Regions from separate parts of the Rattus norvegicus genome. Here region 2 is linked to region 1. The links are chromatin contacts, called in public Hi-C maps. All regions are on one chromosome and are shown on one strand. The core of a region is the stretch at or near the end of the contact, and the rest is flanking DNA. Distances in the headings are between cores, read along the strand shown. Region 1 has its middle 61 kb from the start of Lsm3. Region 2 holds the start of Slc6a6 (solute carrier family 6 member 6).

Evidence for each region. A called contact is a pair of places that touch in the nucleus more often than the background predicts.
Region 2: a Hi-C map of Schwann cells shows a contact between it and region 1, with 7 times the contacts expected there. The contact joins the promoter of Slc6a6 here to the enhancer-like site in region 1. A contact is called at or near these places in 5 of 12 Hi-C or Micro-C datasets (the A7r5 cell line, Schwann cells, frontal cortex and 2 more).

What each region holds. Positions count from the first base shown.
Region 1 is chr4:125,635,724-125,642,107 of GRCr8, reverse strand. No RefSeq gene overlaps it. Among named protein-coding and RNA genes, the nearest start is that of Lsm3, 61 kb to the right of the region's middle. Within about 2 kb of position 1,932, at least 3 of the 93 cell types and tissues checked have an H3K27ac peak or open chromatin away from gene starts, as enhancers often do.
Region 2 is chr4:125,748,270-125,754,118 of GRCr8, reverse strand. It overlaps Slc6a6 (solute carrier family 6 member 6), which reads right to left and starts at 1,617. Exons shown (of 15, transcript NM_017206.2): 1 at 1,547-1,617. LOC102548902 (a long non-coding RNA gene) reads left to right here. Exons shown (of 8, transcript XR_010066220.1): 3 at 3,795-4,010.

The DNA.
Region 1 (6,384 bases), core at 683-3,182:
CAGCCCAGATTATCAGCGAGTGGCCAAATCTCTGAATGTGTATTATTTAGTCCAACAAAAGACTTTTTATGTAAAATTATTTACCAACACTTAACTCAAAACGTCAAGATTTCTGGGGCTACTGAGATGACTCAGCCAACAAGGGTGCTTGCTGCCAAGCTTGATGACCTGAGTTCAATTCCCAGGACCCATGATGTAGAAGGAAAGAAGTGATTCCTACAAGTTGTCCTCTGACTTCCACACCTGAACCTTTTACATTTTTAACAATCATTTTCAGCAGGGTGTGGTGGCACACGCCTTTAGTCTCAGCACTTGGGAGGCAGAGCCAGGCTGGTCTCTATGGGCTCAAAGTCAGTCTGGTCTACAAAGGGAATTCCAGGCCAGCCAGGGATACACAATTAGACACTTTTTTTTTTCGTGTGTGTGTGTGTGTGTGTGTGTGTGTGTTAAATCAGTCTGGAAGGTCTGGAAAAATCAGAATCATTCTTGGTGACACTTTTAGCCTGTGGTCACCTTGGGAAACCCCCTACTTTACTGCAGTCCCCGCTGCCCCAGAGTTGACACCAGAGTGAGAGAGACAGTCACTGATGTGGAGCCCTCAGTGACGTTCCATAAAGTCAGTAATTCCAGAAGCCTCCCAAGAGGAGGTAACTCGTTGCCTGAGTCTGAAAGACGATAATGGTTTATGACCATGCAGGCCTCTAGTTGAACGCCTGAGCACAGGTCAGAAATGACCTGAGGCTGGAGAATTTCCTGGAAGCTCATTCCACAATCCCAATCTGGATGAGGAGCAGAACATAAGCTCCCTGGAGGTGACAGAGGGACATTCCAACTCACGTTTCACTATCAGCACCCGCAGCTCGAAACACCCTGGAGGGAGCACGTGTGGTGTGTGAGGGAGTACACGTGGTTGTGTAAATCACTCATTGGCCTGTGAATAGAGGGATTAATTAACACGTCAGGTTAGCTGGCGTGGAGAAGAAGCTCCTGGGACGCAGAGGGATGAGTAAGTGTTGGTAAAAGGCAGAGAGAGCTGGCGTCAAGGAGGCTGGGCTGGAACCTGCAGACGGAGCCCTAGCATGCTCCATCTGGCGTCATCTGCACTGGAACCTGGAGCTCGATGGAGGCCTTGAGCTCTTAGGTCTCAGGGGAAGGACCAGCTAGGAGATATGAGGGAGACTCTCCTGGGGCTATAAAATAGATACCCACAAAGAGATGTCGGGTAGACCTGCCTCCCATCCAAGTACTATTCAGATCTAACCCTGCTGCAAGTGCAGGGTAATATGCTTATATGCAGATCTCAGTACCAGGGTTCTGGGGGCAAAGACTCCCACTATACCAAGTTCTTCCGTATTCTCCAGGGTATAGAGTTGCCTCCTTCAATGTTTTTGATTTGTGTAGTTTTGAAAATACAAAGGAACATGGATGGATCTCAGACTCTAGCAGACTTTATGTACACGCTGCAGGGTCGGTCCAAGTTCTCAGATGTAGTTATCTGAAGGGTCCGCATGGCTTCGTTTTCTCATCCTGACCCCATGTGGAAAGCCAGCAAACACGGTGAAACCAGAGGCTTATTGGCATGTCTCCTGTGTTGTTATTCTTCTTCGTAATTAAAAATTTAAATTGAACGTCTTTCAACTTAATCTTCTAATGGATTTGTGGCTTTGAAGGATGGTAAGCACTCTCTGAAAGCCTACAGATACGGTGTGGTGAATCCTGACGCCTCCCTCTCAGGCCCCTCCACTGATCAGTTTCAGAAGCCATTGTCCGAAGAGCCAGAGACTCCCACCTGTTTCTGCCCACTCATCTTCAGTGAGAAGCAGGACCCTAGGGCAGTTATCTGGGCACTGAGATGGGGTCCTAGATGGTTTGCAGGAAGGCTGGCAGTAAGTGACCTGCTTCTGTGTCTCAGGGAGTTCCCAGGGGATACTGGGCAACACCGCCATCTAGTGGCAAATAAGCAAGGCACTGAGGGAACATGTCCAGAGACCATGGCTTCTTAACTTTGGACCCTTGGAAACTTGTTGCTTGGACTCCAAGTAACACTGGCAGCTAACCAAATCCTAAACAGGCATCTCAGAGGGTATTTTAGTGTCCTCTTGGAGTAGATTGGTAGGGAAACTGAGGCAGGCCACCATGTGGATGTTGTGCTGCCCAGGACTGTGCATTATTGATCACGATGGTGTTCCTCTGAGCGGGAGAGTTTGCTAATTAGAGCCACACCCTGGGAAGCTTATGCAGTCTGTGAACTCAAGTCCTTGTCTGCATACAGTGGAGAATGTTCCCTCTGAACCAGGGAGAGCCTCTAAGGGAAAGGAAGCACTAAGCCTGAGAGAGAGAACATTCCAGCAGTGAAACATGCATAAAGGCAAGACCAGGGACAGCGAGGTGAGGTGGTACCTAGAGGTTTTGCCTACCCTACACATGTAATTCTGAGAATAACACCCCGTTTCACACACACACACACACACACACACACACACACACACACACACGGTCTCTCCTTTCTGCATTCTCAGACCCTGTGCTGCAAGAGGAACTGATTCTCCATGCTGATGTATGAACTGAGAATCACAGCATTTCCTGGGAGTTCTACTTCATGCAGAAAAGCAAACCCACTTTCTCTACCATCTCAAAAGGTTCTCGGGAGAATCAAACAGGGTCAAAGATAGATGGAGTCACCTTCCCAGTGACAGTAGCACATGAACGCCTGGATCCAGCCACGCCTGCAGCTGATTTTCCACACAATGTTTAGATCTGTGAACCAATACATTCACTCCTTTGGGGAAGTTGGGCTACTTTGTCATCAGTGTCTGTCACTTGTAACCCAAAGGTCCCTAACTAGTCTGACTGGAACAGAGACTTACTATAGAAGGCAATGGAGGAGGTTAAAGAAAGCACCAGAAACAACAGCTGTTATTGCCAGCATTTTTTTAAGGTAAACTTTTATCCCAGTGAAGGGAGGCATCCAGTGTGGGAATTGCAGGAGTTTGAATCTTTGAGCCAAGCCAAAAAAACCTGAAAGTACGATAGGCCTTCTCCTCTCATTGCCCACAAGCCACAATCTCTCTCCATCAATCCAAAAATCCACTGAAAGCAGACCCAGGGACAGAAATGGCCCTGAGCAGGCCTGCTCTTGGCCTCCTGGGGCTTTGGAAGGAAAATGTCGGAGTCTGCCCAGACCGCATTGGGAAGGCCAAGAATCTAGCCAGGGCCGACACGGTGGTAGGGCATCGTGACTGGAGGGGGTCATCTGATTTGTTTTCCATGGCTATTGCTTTCCTGGCGCTCTGGCTGACTGATTTGGTCCCTGGCAGAGTGTCTTAGTCAGGGTTCTCTAGAGTCACAGAACTTATGGTATGTCTCCATATAGTAAGGGAATGTGTTGTAATGACTTACAGTCTGTAGTCCAACTAACCCGACAATGGGCAGCTGTGGATGGAAAGTCCAAGAATCCAGTAGTTGCTCAGTCTCATGACGCTGGTTGTTTAAGCTGGTCTTCTGTAGAAGTAGGCTCCAACAGATGTGTTGGAGAGGAAGTACAAGCAGTAGAAGAAGAGTGAATCTGTCTTCTTCCAATGTTCAGCAGAAGGTGTGGCCCAGATTAAATGTGTGTTCCACCTGGATCTAAAACTTGCTTTGTCCAGAGACTAAGCCACTACCCAAAGACTATACATGGACTGACCCTGGGCTCCAACTGCAATAAATAACCTAGTAAGAGCACCAGTGGAAGGGGAAGCCCTTGGTCCTGCCAAGGCTGGACTCCCAGTGAACAGGATTGTTGGGGGGAGGGTGGTAAAGGGGGAGGATGGGGAGGGGAACAACCAGATAGAAGGGGAGGGGGAGGGATTAGGAAGATGTTTGCCTGAAACCGGGAAAGGTAATAACAATTGAAATGTAAATAAAAAATAACCAATTTAGTAAAGATGGAGAAAAGGAAAAAAAAACTTGCTTTGTCCCAGGTTGACCTTGAACTCTTGCCTCAGTCTCCTGGAGTTAAAGGTATGTACTACCTTGCCTGGGCCTCAGATTTTTCATGGCCACTATGCCTGAAGATCTGGATCACAGGTGAGCCCTCCATCTCTGGGTTGTAGTTCATTCCAGATATAATCAAGATGACAACCAGGAATAGCCATCACACAAAGGAATGCTGTGAAGGCAGCAGACAGGCAGATGGCTGTTTCCAACCTTGCTCTGGTCCCTCCTAAGAGCTTGCCAGTAGATGATACATAGGACAATCGAGAAAGAACTCAGAGCCTGTGTTGCATGTCCTCTCCTAATGCCTAACTCAGTGCCTGCTCAAGGTTTTAGAAAAATGCCCTGTTTTCCATTTAGAAAGCAGATCCCAAGTCCTTGGGAATGAGTGGAGAGGAGTCTGGAAACCTGAGGTAAGTGAGCACGGATCCTTGACCACTGCCTTTTGGGCATCTCCCAGACTCCTGTAGCCTCTGCCATGACCTCACTTGGGGGTGTCTCCTCCCTCTGGACTGAGACCAGCCACAGACCATGTCTCCATTTGGAGAGCTTCAGGCACAGGTGGAATTGAATCAGAAGACACAGAAAGATGTATGTTGATGCTCTCACCCTTCAGGGTCAAAACTGCCAGAGGCCAGGAGAGAATGTTCTCTGCCTGTTGACAGGTATGTGCTGTGCACATGCACACACATGACACACATGCACACACATGCACACTGCAGCTAGCATCATCATTGGTGGCGGCTTTTCTCCTAAGGCTGGAATTTGGAGATGGCTGTCAATTATCAGCATTTTTAGTAAGCACTGCACACTGGAAGCTTGTGCTTTCATGGGGCCAGATATAAAAGTAAGATTGGAAAGGAGACATTTGCCATTACTTCAGATGATAACATTGTGTGTGTGGAAAAATCCCCAACAATCTACAGGCTATGAGAACCAATCATCATAAAAATCCATTACATTTTTGTGTTCTAGTAACAGTGAGAAAAATGAAACCGTTGGCGTGCCACCTTCAATTCCCAGAATCATCAAATACTGGGAATAAACCTAACAGAGGCAGCGCAGGACATTAGTGACAGAAACTACAGGGCACCAAGGAGAAGTAAAAGACAGAAATAAACCCAGGCCAGTTCTGTGTTCATCGATCAGTACACTTCACATTATTAAGTCATCAAGTTGCCCGGATAGACCCAAGCCACAACCACATAAGCATTTACAAGGAAGCTAGTCTGCTGACTGCAAGTCTAACGTGGCTATTTGAAGGGCCGACAAGATACAAGATGGTTCTGAAAGAAAACAAAGCCCCAGAGGACTTTGCCTAGCCAGTGCCAGGCGTTGTTGTAAGTCCGTGCTAATAACAGCACAGGCAGAGGCAAACGAACCTGCAGACCAGGACGGGAGCTTCTAAACCAACCCATACATAGTCAGTCATCCGGACTGCAGCGAAGGCACTCTACACTTCAGCCGAGAAAGGTGCTCTCCGAAGGGGTACTAACTGGCGTGGATCATCCGCACCCAGGGAAAACCATCAGAGCACAAATGAGTAGGGATTTAAGGTAGGCTGTAGACTTGAGGTAAAACTCTAACTCTTCTAGAAAAAAAAAACCTGTCTTCTTAACCTTGGTGTAGACAAGGATTCCTTTAATTAAAATATTATTATAATTGAATGTGTGTGTGTGTGTGTGTGTGTGTGTGTGTGTGTGTGTGTAAGGATGTCAGAGCACGTGTGTAAAGGTCAGAGGATGACCCTCTGTAGTTGATCCTCTCCTCCTACTTTTACAGGGGACCTGGGGATCAAATTCACGTTGCCAGGCTTGAGTGGCAAGAGCCTTAAGGTGCTGAGCCCTCTCCTCTCACTGGCCCAACAAAGAGTTCTTAAAACAGGTTGAGAGAAAATGTTACAATGCACCTGTGAGAAACAACTCAGTGGCTGATATGTGGCTCAGTGGGTAGAGCGTTTGCTTAGCATGTAGGATGCCCGAGGTTTGATGGCCGGCGTCACAGAAACCAGTCATGGTGGTGCCCACCTTTAATCCCTGCACTTGGAAATTGGAGGCAGTAGGGTCAGAAGATTGAGGTTATCCTCAGCTACACAGTGAGCTCAAAGCTTACCTGGAGACAGTCAGATTGCATAAATATATAAAGAATTTGCATAAATTAATAAAACAAATACATACTTCCAAATTTCAAAAACAATCACAGGGCCACGATTAGGTGCTCTATCACAAAGCACACACACATGGCCAATATAGAGCCTCCTTTGCCATCACAGAAATGCAGATTACAGTCACAGTGTGCCACCATCCCCTTTCCCACTGGACGGTGGCTGCAAATAGTGGCTGTGCAGGTGTACTGCCATCAGCAGTGGCTTGTGGCTGCCATTCCTTCAGCCTGCTTTGAGGCCAGCCC
Region 2 (5,849 bases), core at 368-2,867, 110 kb before region 1:
GGGTGGCTGAACCAAGATCTAAGGCAACCTCCAACCATCTGCCAATACCATCCTGTTATGGGTTCTCAGCTGGTGCCTAGGTTCCCCCTCTAGCCACCCACCATCATCTTGCTAAAACACCTCCCTTTCACCCCCCACTCCCCGATGACTCCCTGGTAAAGAGGGAGGCAGGCAGGCCGTTGCTAAGCACTCACCAGCTCTCTCATAAAAATAAACTCCTTCTGGCTTAGAGACTCTGGGTGAGATCCCCTCCCTACCAGCAACAAAAAAACAAAAAATTTTTTTTCTTTTAATTTAAAAAAGATCTCTATGACATTTATTTGAAAGCTAGCTGTGCCAAATCGGAGGCCAATTTACTGACATCCAAATGGAGCCACGTGCTACTAAACCGCAGTCGGAAGACCCTCCGGGTCAAGCGCCTGGGCAGTCTTTGAGATGATTTATTTCTCCAGGCAGGAAATGGGGGCCCCCGGCTGTCTCCCAAGCCTTTGGGGCTGGTCCTGGAGAAGGCAGGGATCTGGCAGAGGCCAAGCAGTGACCAAAATAGCCAGGTCGGTGGCCCTGCTGAGCACACGCCTCCCTTGCACCCAGGATAGTCTAGGCTGAGGCTTTGGGACTGTAGGACCTGTTCCTGAGACTGGTTCCTTGTGTGGCTTCCCCAGTGGGAGCGGACCAGAATCTCCCACCCAAAAGAGGAACCTATAAAGGGAAGGGGAGCAGCCTAGAGGAAGATGTGTCCAGCTGGTGCTTGCTTCCCACTGCCCATTACCCCTGGCTGTCGCTCCGGGCCTCAGTCTGCTACTCAAACCTAGGGGCAGCTGTCACTATCACCTGCGCGCCACACCCAGACAGCACCTGGAGCCATACCTCCCTTTTACCTCTCCTAAATACTACGGAGAACCAAAGATGCCAATTGGGCCCACTGGGCACAAGGAATGTCCTCTTGGGTACAGCCGAAAGACACTAGACTTGCCCACAACCAGGGACCCAGGGGATACAGCCACAATCAGGGACACACACGTGCACACAGCTAGCGTTCCGGAGACACAGACGCACGTACAGGTTCGCATAGGCAAGGTGTGTGTGTGTGTGTGTGTGTGTGTGTGTGTGTGTGTGTGTATCAGGAGACAGAGCCACACGGCCACACTACACTCAGGTAAGGCAGCCCAGGGCATTGAAAATATCACACACCCCGGGGCGCACATGTACACGGCTGCCTAGGGTGGAGAAACAGCCACCCTCAGAAACAGAGATATCCAGGGAAAAGGAGACACTCTCCGCGGGACACACACACACACACACACACACACACACACACACACACACACACACACACACACCTGCCGCTGCACCAGTAGCCCCAGCCCCTTCGCCAGGGAAACAATAACTCCCTCTCCAGCAGAGCGGAGCAGGAGACCCTCGTTCCCTCCCTTAGGGGTGAAGGGGATGAAAGAGCGCGGGGAGGCCAGACCCGCAGGGACGCGGTGAGGTGGCGAAGCGCGGCCCGGGGAGGGGGCTGCAGTCGCGGCCCGCACGCCCTGGGTACCTGGGTGGCTAAGCCCACAGCGGATGGCCCGGCCCGAGGCTGGCGGGATTGGCGGCGATCGCGGCGTTGGCGGCTTGGCACGGGAGTTCAGCAGCAGCCAGGTCCCGGAGTACGACGCTGGCGGCGGCGCGGAGGAAGCGGTAATTTATAAGCGGCTTCTCCCTGACCTCGCGTGTCTGTTGTCTGAACAGGCAGCTCTCCGCATCACCCATCCTGCTGGGTGGAAAAATACCAGCTTGGCCGGGCCTGGGCGGGGCCTAGGGCGGGGTCTGGGCGGTCAGCCACGCCCACACACAGGACACACACACACACACACACACACACACACACACACACACACACACGCATGCACGCACGCGCGCAGGAGCTCGGACACACAAAGAACCCGGGCTCGCCTCGTCGAGCGCGCGCACCCATCCTCATGCTCCATCAAAACGCTGGTAGCAAATGGCCCTGCTCAGGCCTCTCATGCAGGCGATGAGGCATTAGAGACCCAGACCCTTGGCTCGTCACCTTCCTTGATAGCCATTAGCACACCACAGCGCTCTCTAACACATCCACCTAGGTCTAAGGACGAGCCCTGGGGCTCCCGTAGCAGCTAGGTCTATGCCAGAATCTGCCCCTCCTCCCCCCTCCCTCCCCAACTCGGAGTCCTCCCTGGCCAGTGTGAAACTCTGCGAGCCTGGCTGAGCTGCTGTGGAAATGATAATGGGGGCCAAGTCCCTCCCGGCCCACATGAGGCTGTCTTTTTGAAGCTCCCCTGACTTTGTCGTGGCTGTGTGACATCAGGCAAGTTCCCCAGACCTTCTGTGTCTTGGTTTCCTCATCTGTAAAACGGAAATAAAAATAGTGGAACTCATCACTTCTGGCTGCTGGGAGGGTCCAAGGTTAACAGTGTAAAGAGTCTGAACAGGACACCAGGCACCTAAGAAGTGCCAAACGAGTGTCAGCAAATGTGACTATTTTTAAATGGAGATGGGGAGTGTGCCATTATTCTTGTCCTTATTTGAATGAGCATGTCCTCCTTCTGATTGTACACACCACAGCCTGGCTGAGCCTGAGGTGGCGCTGTGTGACCTTCAGTAAGGCCTTCCCCTCTCTGCCCACTTCCTTTTCTTTCCTCTCCACTCTCTCTCTGCACACAAGTAGCATGTCTATCTTGCCTCTTCAACTGAGAATAAAAGCCTCAGACCTGGCCAGCCTGAACCCATTGTCCTAGGCTGGCACAAGACACCAAGAAGCAAAATAAAGAGGTAGTGTGACTCGTGCCTTTAATCCCAGCACTGGGAGGCAGAGGCAGGCAGATCTCTGAGTTCAAGGCCAGCCTGGTTTACAGAGTGACTTCCAACAGGGCTATACAGAGAAAACCCGTCTTAAAAAAAAAAAAAAAAAAATCCAGACTCACATGTCACTACCCACAGCACAAAGGGCTGAGACCAAGGGGTAGATCGGAGAGTAGAGAAGTAACTGGTTTGAACCCAGAGCAGACTTTAGGAAGCCCAGAACCTTTGGGCAGGCAGAGGGGTGGAGGTGGGGAGCAGAGGAAGCAAGGGCTGCAAGGCTGCAAGGGCCTGCAGGCATGGTGTCACAAGACTATACCGAGAGCCAGGGCAGGGGAGGCCACAGAGGCTCGGCAGGTCCAGGGATACGATTCGGAAAGCCTGGGAAGGCCAGAGTCTAAGAATGATAGGCACAGTATCTCCCAAGTGATGACTGTGAGGAATGGAAGGATGTGGCTCAGGCATTCATCAGCCTTCCTTTTCTGTAAAGTCAGCTCTGTGAGCTGGGAGATCTGGTCCTTGAACTCCAAGTACACAAGGCTTCGCAGGCCTGGTGCACAGAAGGTGCTCAACTACACTTTATTTATGTATTTATTTATTATGTTTTGAGATAGGAATGCCACTACATTGCCTGGCCTGGCCCCAAATTGTTGGACTTCAAGTCACCCTCCTACTGCAGAGCCCTTGGGTAACTGGGGTCACAGCTGAGTGACATTTGGGTCACCGCACCTACTATATTTATTTATTTAGTTTCCTCTCTTTAGCACTTTCCTGGCTGGTAGAATTCACTTCGTGTAAACAAGTTCAACCTGCCCCTCCCCAGATCATCCTTGTGAGCTCAGCACTGCTATTTCTCCCACTTCACAGAAAGGAAAACTGAGCCACTGAGAAAATAACTAGCCTGGGGGATGCTTGGCCAGTGAGTCACAGAGCTGGAATCTAAACCTAGACCATCTGTTTGTTTCCAGGGAGGGGGCTTTGGGAGAACCCAGCCCCAGGCTTTCGGTGCACAGGATCAGTCAGGCGTATGAACTCAGTATGTGAGAGGCCATGGACTGTCAGAGCAGTCACAAGTCTCAAGCAGGGCAGCCTGCGCTGAATCCAGCCCCAGATACTCCGCTGCTTTGCCTGTGCTGGGCTCCATCCACCGTGATTTGGGTTCATTGCCAGGAATCAAAATAGAGGTGACTTTGCATATATGAATCCATGTACCCTCCACTGCTCAGCTGCTTAGGCAGAACTCCTTAGAACCTAGGAGTCTGGAGATGGCCTGACAACATAAGGACACTGTCTCTTTAAAAAAAAAACTTCAGGCTGTGGGGTGGTGGTGGTGTACTACTTTAATCCACTTGGGAGGCAGAGGCAGGCAAATCTCTGAGTTCTAGGCTAGCCTGGTCTACAGTTATTATTATTATCATTATTATTAGTAGTAGTAGTAGTATTATAGGTGTTATAATTATATTATAATTTATATAAAATAATCTATATTACAATAATCTTATTATTTTTATTTTGATCTGGGCATGGTGTTATATACCTTTGAACCCAGAGGGCAGAGGAAGTTGAATCTCTGTGAGTTCAAGGCCATCCTGGTGATAGTGAATTTCAGAGTAGCCAGGACTACATAGTAAGAGTCTGTCTCAAAGAATTTGCTCAGACACAACAGTACATACCTGTAATCCCAGCATCTAGGAGATAGAGGATCAAGAGTTCAAGTCCAGGGCTGGAGAGATGGCTCAGCGGTTAAGAGCACTGACTGCTCTTCCAGAGGTCCTGAGTTCAAATCCCAGCAACCACATGGTGGCTCACAACCATCTGTAATGAGATCTGATGCCCTCTTCTGGCGCGTCTGAAGACAGCTAGAGTGTACTCAACGTATATAAAACAAATAAATCTTAAAAAAAAAAAAAAAAAAGAGTTCAAGTCCAGCCTTGGAGATGGAGAGCTCGAAACCAACCTTGGCTATACAAGATCCTGTGTCAAACAATTTAAAAATAAAATAAAATAAAATAGAGGGCCAGTGAGATAGAACAACAGAGCTCCAATTGCTCTTGCAGAAGGCCAGAGTTTAGTTCCCAGCCACCCACATCAAGCAGCTCATAATCACCTTTTAACTCCAGTCGTAGAGGATTTGATGCCGTCTTGTAGACTATGAGGACACCTGCACATACCTACACACACACACACACACACACACAGACAAACACAGGTGCAGAGAGATAAAGACAGAAACAGATAGACAAAGAAACAGACACACACACAGAGTTTAAAGACTGAGGCAAGAGCATTGGCTGTAATTTAATAAGATCCTGTCTCCAAGAACAAAACGAGGGCCAGCAAGATGGCTCAGCAGGCAAAGGCAATTGCTCCAAAGGAGATCCAACCTGAGCTACAGCTCTAGAAACTATATGATAGGAGAGGGCCAACTCTGACCTCTACACACATTGTGGTATGCACAGGCACACATGCACACATGCATGCATGAATGAATGAATGAGTAAAAAGAACTTAAAAAGGAAATTCTGGAATCTCTTGAAAATTGTCAGAGCAGGCCCCTTGCTCACCCACAGATATCTAGCACTGAAGGGTCTGTTCACACGGTGGAACATGAGCTCTCCAGAGAGAGATCATAGTTACTCCTTAGCTTGTAAATGTCTCCATGTCACTAACTGGTCCTGCAGGAGGCTTAGCTGAGACCCAGACCCAGGCCAGAGGTGGGAGCTGGAAACCAGAGTTGGGCACACAGGAAACCCAAACCATTGGCGCTTAGAAAGTCCTTCAAGAAAAAGTAGGTAGAAGTTCCTTCCATGAGCCAATATTGGCTGACATTCCAATGGGACTAACTTCTCATTTCAGAAATGAAAAATCAGTGTTCAGGCAGAGTTCCTGAGGACGTGCCCAGGGTGACATCCAGGTTTCAGGCTTTCAGTCCCTGGCTATTACTGCAGTGAATGAGATTTGTAAAATGCCACTGAGAATACATTATTCAGAAGCTCTTGATAGTGACATCAAATCGATCAGGG